Linked DNA regions of Hordeum vulgare: region 1 is linked to region 2. Evidence: chromatin contacts called from public Hi-C data. All regions are on one chromosome and are shown on one strand. Each heading gives the region's core, a stretch centred on a gene start, on an enhancer-like site or on the middle of the called end of the contact. The rest is flanking DNA. Distances are from core to core; before and after follow the strand shown.

Region 1 (4,628 bases), core at 1,286-3,785, 36 kb after region 2:
CGAAGATCTGGTGCACCACCGTCGCCACCTCGTCGGCCGTCGACACCTCGCACCCGTCCTCCATCTGCACACGGAGCATCAACCAGAATCAGTCACAAATTCACCGTAGAAACGACCGTTATCTTCTCCCATGAGGGAAATGCATGGCAATGGGATATGTACAAGATCGTTAGGTTGGACATGCATGCATGTAGATGTAGTCAGTGTATTTGGATGTTTGTTTGATCCATGACAAGAAGAACAAGACACGGGACGAAAGCTGGGGCTTGTAATCACCTACTTGTCCATTAAGCCGGGCTGTCTGTACTACGCTGTACCCGGCGTCCATCGTATTCGAACGCTCCAGCTACATACAGACCTTCAATACACACTCACTACTAATCCTATCTCTAACGGAAAGTGTACGTTCGTACGAGAGGGCCGCTGCCGATCTCGCTCGAAACCCCAGGCCACGCTCCAGTCCAGGAGCAAAAACGGCGAGTTCGCTTTCCGCATGCAGGTACCACACACATACGCATGACACATCATGCATCATGGAACACACAAACACTGGTCATCTGCATGTTAGATTCCAAGTTTTCAGTGACGATGACATATCTCGTGTAATCAGTTTTGATTCTCGCTCTAAATGGTTAACGGCAAGTATAGCCTGTAATGAGAACAAAATGGCGACTATTTGCGACAGTGGAATGCAATGAATGAAGAACGAAAACGGTGGAGCAGGAAAGCAATGGGGGGCGGGCCGGCGGTTAAAGTTGAGCAAAGTCAAGACGAGACGTAAAACTGGTGTAGCTTTGAGATGATTGGCTCGCTACCTTAAGGTTGAAGCAGTAGACGACGGCGTCGTGGCCCACGGAGGTGACGGCGAGGTGCAGGACGGCCATGCGGAGGTTCTCCATGGCGGCCACGGCCCGCACGAGCCGCCCTGGCCACCGCCTCCCCGCGACGCGCACCCTCACGTGGCCCCCCACCGCGGACATCGCCTCCACGTCCACGCCGCCGCCGATGCCGCGGGCCTCCGAGAAGCTCGTGTACTGCGGCGACACGAACACGCCGTCCGATGCCGCCGTGGCCGCCGTGCCCACGGGGCCCTCGCCGCGCTGAGCTGCCGCTAACGCCTGCAGCGCCACCAGCTGCTGCTCCAGCTGCTTCACGTAGTCGATGGCTCCCCCCACCACCGTCGCTTGGTCACCCTAGGTAGGGTGCATTGCAAACGTTAGCAAGAAAGGAAAAGGATCGGGGAGGTGACAAATTAATCTCATTTGCTGAGTGCGCATGCTTGGCTTACTCGTGGGATGTAGTCGGAGGGGATGAGGGAGCGGAGGGAGGCGAGGTGGTCGTTCATGAGGCGGCGGCGGTTGCGCTCGACGGCGATGTGGGTCATCCGCTGGCACTCGGCCTCCTCCGGCTTCTTGCGCTTCTCCGGCGGAGGCGCGGCGCGCGGGCGCGTCCTCGGCCGCTTCCTCCGCTTCGCCGCGGGCGCCTCGATCGCAGGGGGCGCCGGCAGCTGCGTGACGCAGCTCTCGAGCAGGTCGACGTCGGACGCAGCCGGCCGGCACGCGAAGCCAGCGCCGCCGCTGTAAGACTCCCGCTTCGCACCTGGTCCACCGTCGCCCATGGCGCCCTGGAGCAGCGCCAGGAAAGGCACCTGCGCGGCGCTCGCGCTCGCCGCCGCCTGGTCCGCCCAGCACTGATCCATCACCGCCACCACCACCATGAGCCAAGAAGAAGGACCGGCAACAGCACAGGGAAGAAAGCAACACGTTAGCAAGAAAAGGCAACCGCGGCAACGCCATAAAAGAGACGCTACGACGAGGAGGCATTGAATGGCGCGAGCGTGCGCGCGCAGGGCTAGCTAGGCTAGGCTAGGCTAGCCATCAACGGTCAGGGCCATTGGAGCAGCACTGGGGAAGGAGCAGATGAGGCACTAAACTAGACTAGACGCACGCAGGAGAAGGGAAGGGAAGCTGCCATGCCGCAGCAAGCGGGCGGTGGCACTTAATACGACGGTCTCTCCATGCCGCAGAGACCTCGAATGGAAGCTGCGCGCGCGCACGCACGCTCAATTACTAGGGCGAATTGAAGGGGAAGAGGAGTAGTGCGGGGCTTACCAGGGAAGTGAGGATGGGGCCTTGCAGCTGCATCCTCTCCATTACTGCTAGATGGAGCGTGTCTAGGCAGCAAACAGGGTTAGCAATAACTGCGCTAATGAGTAATGAGCCCCTGGGGCAGCGAGCGAGCGACCGAGCAACAGCGGCTCCTCCTCCTCCTCTCTTGCTGCTGCTGCTCCTCCTCCTTCTTCACCAGTGTAAGTGGAGCAGCTCTACTGTTGCAATAAATATGGTCTCCCCTCCCTCCCACTCTACTTGTAGCAGCAGCAGTGGCAAGGCAATGGCAAGGGAGGCCAACAACCTAAGATAGGGGACGGAGGAGTTGTCTCTTGTTGCATGTGTGGGGTGAGAGAGAGAGATGGATGGAGCTGGTAGGCCATGGCAGTAGGCAGGGATTAATTTGAAGCGATTGATCAGTGTAACAAGTGAATGAGTTATTGACGGTGCAGGCGGCGGCAGGGGGCTGAGGAGGAAGAAGGTAGGGAGCGTGGATTGGCGCGGGGGATTTGTCCGGCACGAGGACAGCGGCAGGCCATGGGTGGGCCGTGGGCGCCGGCAGGTCCGCCCGCTTTGCGCCCCTGCCTTGGCTTGGCCGCCCTCCAGCTCTCTCTTTGCAGCCGTGCCTTTCACATTCAAACCCTTACCCTATTTTTATGTAAAGACATGCACATAGATCATGTAACACCAATTCATCAGCAATTCAACAAACCAAAATAAATCACGATTCAACAATCAACACATGCCAAAATAAAGTTATACAATTCATACATAGACACATGACACACGTGGGCATGTGTTTTCCAACGTTGTCCGCGATTGTTGGAGTTAGAGCATCTTCAACAGTCTGTATGTTCAATCGTTGATATAAGTATTCACATCAACAACCAACATCACATCATACAGGCTCTTCAATGGAGTGTATGTTAATCGCATGTAAAATAACTAAGCGGGTTCATTAAACATGGAAGAAATAACCATGCTTGCCTCGGAGCTTGTGCGTGAACCGTTGTTTTAAGTTCATACCATTCCATTCTCTCTCTTCTTTTATTATGCGTCATGTCATCAAAATCATCTATGTGTCAATTTTACCAACGATGATCATACAACCATTGAAGATGCCCTTATGGTGAGTCGTACGCCATGTCCTCGATGGTGGCCGCTTCCTCCTACATCCACGCACCTCTAATGCCCGACCATTGCAAGTTTGAAACGACGTAGGGTATGGCTGAGGGTGGGTACCTTCTTGTGGCGAGGGCGGACACCGTAGCCGCAAAGTCCATGTTGGCGGCCTCCCTTCTCCGGAGCTTCCTTCTTGGCACCTTCATGGGCGCGTTGCCTGGTATCGTGCCCAGATTGCTTGCGACGGTTGGGGCCCTCAGGGAATTCGTCGAGCCATAGTCCATGGTGGTGGGGGACGGGATAGTGGGCTTCGACATCTTGGATGACACACAAATATGGCAACACAGACGCAAAGCAATGGTGGAGGATGGCGATGCTCGGAGGCGGGAATGTGAGGCAAACGAGGAAGTTGTGATCGATTCGGTTGACTTGGTCAGTTTGAAGGAATTTGGAGTCGAACCGACCTGGTGGATCGTTCCTGGCGGACGCGTGTTCACACATACCCATATACACCCCAAACAAGGACTAGATATGACGGTGCCTAACAGCCCGAACATTTAGGTTGGATTTGAGGGGTACGGTTGAGTGGTGTTTTTTGTCCAGGCTATCCAGGGCGAGTGAAGGGGTGGTGTGGGGGCTGCAGATACTCGGGTTTAGGGTTAGGGTAAGGTGTAACACGACTTATCTTTATGTTTGAAGGCTAGATCACATGTTCTCATCCCCATATGAAGTGGTTGTAGGCATCAAAACCGACATATCTCGGGTAGGGGGGTCTGAGCTGTGAGATCGGATCAAAGGTAACATGAGACAAAGAATGCACGGCTTTTTACCGAGGGCCCTCTTGATGGAGGTAAAACCTTCGTCTTGCTCTTGTTGTATTGATGTTGTATCAATTACGAAGTTTATCTACCTCGAGATCGAGAGATTGTGGGCTAAAACCTAGGGGTTATGATGCATGTATATGTATCATCATGATCTATCGACTGACCTTAACTTATATGATGCACGAGAGGCCTAGGATAATAAGAGTCATAGTCGACTACGTCAGTGGGGAGAGTCATTGTCTTGATCACCAAGTGTTGTAGAATCTTCCTCGTATACATCATGCGCTACCCGAAATGGCCCATTAGTGAACCGTCATGGGGGTCCTCGACCTGGCCCTCATAGTCTAGAGACGATGTGGTGAGCACCCCCTAGTCGCGCACACCATAAGTAGCCCCCCTGAACCGATCTCCAAGTTGGGGACTGATACGCTCATTTTGCATCATGAATTACTATTGATATTTTTGTTGATCAAGTTCATTATCTAGTATTATCGTACAACTCTTATGTCTTTTCTCTCGGAATATGCAAGGTACATCACTGAGAGGGAAATATGTGGAAACTGGAATTCTTGAC
Region 2 (4,450 bases), core at 1,827-4,326:
AAAGCTTCAATTTCTGCATCCTTCTCCTTCAACTGAACTTGCAGAGCCTCAATTGCATTGGATATTGCTTCTTCATGTCCAGCATTCGCCAGCACTGGACATTCATCATCAGCTCGAGCAGCAGAACCTAGTCCCGTGAGCATCCAAACCTCATCCTTCAAATCTCCAATGAGATCACTAAAAAAATTTGGCAGCTCCATATCATGCCATTTAACATAGCCACACCCACCGTGCTATTCATTCAAACAAAATCAATCTCAGCAATCAGAAACAGATAGGAGCAGAGGAAGAAGGAGACATGAGCAGAAAAATCGAGCAAAAAACAAACTTACCATGGCATCCACGCAAGCATAGTATCTCCTCCCAGGATTGTGCCTGCTCCACGAGATCCATCGGGGGGCCTTCCGGGGACGATTGCAACGGCACTTCTTCTCCGGCTCGTAAGCCATTGCGCTCTCCCTGTAGGGCACAGGCGACCTCGACTCCACGCCCCTCCGTCCACTTGCTCGACGGAATCCCGGAGCAGAAGATGCCCCCAAAGACCAAGACATCGCACGCCGCCGTCACCATCCTCTGCGCGCCGCCGTCACCGTGCTCTGCGCGCCGCATGGGCTCTCCCTGTAGGATGAACCCTAGCTCCCAATTTCCCCCAAATCTGTTCGAACAGATGCGCCCGCACGGGTCATCACTACCCCTGTCTGGCCCACATTTCAGGTCAATCCCGGTTGACCATTGCCACGTCAGCGATTTTAGCCTAAAACGCTGTCAAGGTTATTTTTAGACCGGGATTACTGACTTGAGAGTGCAAACTTCAGGGATTACCACTTCGGGGTGCGATCTCGCCACCGTCTACCAGTTCAAGGTTTTTTTGGACTTTTTCCCTTATTTTTCTACCGAATCGGTCCAAGCCTATGCCATTCACGTGCTCCCATGAACCGATTAGCCACTATAGTTTGCTTCCATACATAAGTTTTTTTATCTAAGCTAGCAACAAACAAAGCACAAGTGTGCCATAGCTATTTCACATGCGAGGTTAGATTTTTTTATTTTTATTTTTTGTGGGGACATGCAACGTTAGATTAGCCTATCAAGTATTTTTTTAAACTATCACAACAATTAAAAAATGTCGGGAAACGATTACTATCGTAGCGGCAATAAGTTTTGTACTATCGTGGTTGGCTTTGTGACATGGTGATACAACTTTGCCGCAACAAAAACATCAGCGGCGAGCGATTGAGCTTGCAGCGTCACATATCCAACTTGTAAATGTTTGACTGTTCGACCACAACACCATGAGTGGTGTAGCTTCGTTGGGTGCTGCAAGAGAGCACCAATTGATACAAGGTGTCTCCGAAAGTGTCTCGTGATGCTCCAAGACGAAGCCCAAGGACAACGTGTTCCTGCAAGGGCATCTGTGTTGTTATGCAACATGAGGCCGCCCCAATTCACAACGTCACCACCACCAGCATGGTTGTCGATGTGTTGGGGCTGCAACTTGTGCGATGTTGTTTCCACGACACCTCCAACTTGGGAGATGTTGCGATTGCAACGTGGGACATATTGTGTCGGCTTGAAAGTCGGTGGTGTTGCGACCGCATCATGGGCGGTGTTGTGTGGCGATGGCTGCAACATGGGAGAGGTTGTGATTGCAACATGGGACATGTTGTGATCGCAACATGGGTGATGTTGTGCGGCGATGGCTGCAACATGGTAGAGGTTGCGATTGTAACATGGGTGTTGTTGTGCGGCCATGGTTGAGGTTATGATTTGCAACCTGGGACATGTTGCGACCACAACATGGGCGATGTTGTGCGGCGATGGGTGCAACATGGGAGAGGTTGTGTTTGCAACATGGGACATGTTGTGACCGTAACATGGACGATGTTGTGCGGCGATGGCTGCAACATGGGAGAGGTTGTGATTGCAACATGGGACATGTTGCGATTGCCACAACATTGGCGATTTTGTGCGGCGGCGGATGTAACTTGAGAGAGGTTGTGATTGCAACATGGGATATGTCGTGATGGGCACAATATTGACGATGATGTGTTGCAATGATTCTATGCAATGCCGGTCTAGTTGCAAAACCTCTCGAGCACAACATGGACCATGTGGCAAATGGCGAGTACAACATGAGTCATGATGCAAATGGTGATCGCACCTAAATAGCTAACTTGTCCAGATCGTCGCGTACAACTTCCACTAGCTTTGGAGGCATCCTAGCATGGACCAAATAGCTAGCGATGGTTGAATATGGCGCGAGTTATAGGATTGCATGTCCAGTTTGCAGCAACATTGATCGGCCACCCAGCGCCACACGTCCAACTTTATAGCAGAAGTCTCATAGTGTCAGTTTTATGTAGTAGCGCCACACATCCTTATAGCGTCCACGCTACTGACTTTCCTATACAGCAAATAACCATTTTGTTTATAACAAAACATGAATTGAAAAATATAATACACTTATATAACACGGCGAGCCAAACACTTATATAACACGAAAATCACTTTATAGCACGGACCTTAGTTACAACAAACACTTAAGATCATCCAAAAAAGCACTCAAAGTCTTGCTGGATTGTTGGCCTTAATTGCATTGTAAACTGATCACCATCTTCTCTTGTTGTTAATAATGGTGAGTACTAATGTGCGTAGAGCTAGCTTGCTCAAAATGATTAATGTATGCAAAACTGAGAATGTGGAGCTATGGCGAGGTTGGCGTCTATGATAGGGAAGGGCAGGGCAGACGAGAGGGCGAGTAGCAGCAAAACCAGTGTAGGCGCATGCAGTGGCGGAGCCAGAAACTGAGTCTAAAAGAGGTTAAAACATACTCCCTCCGTCCCAAAATAACTGTCTCAACTTTATATAAGCCCTAGTACAAATTTGTACTAAGCTTAAGACATTTATTTTGAGACGGAGGGAGTATCATATATTGTTAGAGGGTGCCAAATCGCCTAAATCTAACTAATTTTACTTAAAAAATAAAGGAATAAAAATACATATAGGTGTATTTGTGAGAACATAGAGGGGTCAAGGCCCAGCCAGCACAGCCTCCGCCACTGGGCGCATGGGCGAGCTGCACATGCATGTGCGTGAGATAAACAGGCAGCAGGAGATGTCCCACGTCGACACACCAAAGGTTCACTAGCGGGAACGCTGTCTATCACGAGAACAAACGTAGAATCATGTGCGGCTTACGCTTGGGCTGAAATCAGCCGGATGATTAGAAACGTTTTTTTTATTAAAATGATCCTTGCGGGGCTCTTGCAAGGGACACCCCTTAATTAGGTGCTTTCGGTAAGTAGAAACTTTTTTTTGTGTGCGAGAATATTAAATTTATTCCTCTAAAATAGTGCTACAATCTCTAATACAAAACTAGAGAAACTGTTTGAAACACCGCGCAATCAAGAGACGGTGTTATATCCCGAATAACCAATGTTAGCTAGACAGTGGGTAATACCATTTCGATGATGATCTAATTAAACAGAAAAAGAAATAATGCACGAAATGTTTCCAAAACTGCTTAGACGTGTTGGCCTACCAAAGGCGAGGGCGTCCCAGCGCCAGAGACAAGGCCCAAAATTATTAATTGATGAGTATTTCTTTTTAAGATCACTTCCACCTCCATAGATCAGAACAAGCGACGCATTTCATGTGTGCAACTTGTCGCAATCTGCGAGTTTTTCCTTTTTCGTATATTCGTATTTTCAAAATATTTTATCTCTTAAACCGTGCGTCCAAATCTCGAACCGTTTTTACTGTTGGGTTCCTCGCATTGAGATCTTTAAAACTAAATCTCATGTTGAGAGGTTTTGACAAACTTAAAAAAATGAGACGGAAAAGCCGTGTCTCTCGTGGTAGAAAAAAACATGTTTTTTCTCCATTTTCCATAGGCATGGCAGTGGCTCTCGTGAAGGCAAAATGGTGCCTCTTGCGAAAGCAAAAAACCGTGCCTTTCGTAAAAAAATAGAAATGCCTTATTTCGGATCCGAAGGCACGATCGTGCCTCTAGTAGAAGAAAAATAATGACTTTCAAGAAAGCAAAACCGTGTCTCTCGCAAAAAACAGAAAACGCGTTTTTTTTGTTCCCAAGAGGCACGGTCGTGCCTCTCGCAATCGCAAATCCGTGCCTCTCGCATAAAAACGTATTTTTTTCATTTCCGACAGGCATGGCTGTGCCTCTCACGAACACAAAACCGTGCCTCTCACAAAATAAAAATCGTGTTTGTCGGAAAAAAGAGAGCAGAAAACGTGTTTTTTTCGTTTGCGAGTGACACGGCCGTGCCTTTCGCGAACGCAAAACCGAGCCTCTCAAAAAGCAAAACCGTGTGTCTCGTGAAAAAAAATAGAAAACATCTTTTTTTGCACAATTATTTTTTGAAATATTTTTTCTGTCAAAAAGTTAAGAATGACTGATGAAAAACTGAAACACCACCTTAAAACCCGGAAA

What was found. A called contact is a pair of places that touch in the nucleus more often than the background predicts.
Region 1: a contact with region 2 is called in a Hi-C map of seedling, with 1.5 times the contacts expected there. The contact joins the promoter of LOC123449881 here to the enhancer-like site in region 2. A contact is called at or near these places in 2 of 6 Hi-C or Micro-C datasets (leaf and seedling).

Annotation. Positions count from the first base shown.
Region 1 is chr4H:594,965,398-594,970,025 of MorexV3_pseudomolecules_assembly, forward strand. LOC123449881 (transcription factor bHLH57-like) reads right to left here and starts at 2,536. Exons shown (of 4, transcript XM_045127240.1): 1 at 2,112-2,536; 2 at 1,289-1,690; 3 at 816-1,193; 4 at 1-64. The coding sequence starts at 2,153.
Region 2 is chr4H:594,928,840-594,933,289 of MorexV3_pseudomolecules_assembly, forward strand. No RefSeq gene overlaps it. Among protein-coding and RNA genes, the nearest start is that of LOC123449881, 37 kb to the right of the region's middle. Within about 2 kb of position 3,077, at least 2 of the 3 cell types and tissues checked have open chromatin away from gene starts, as enhancers often do. A contact at or near this core is called in seedling, where this site is marked.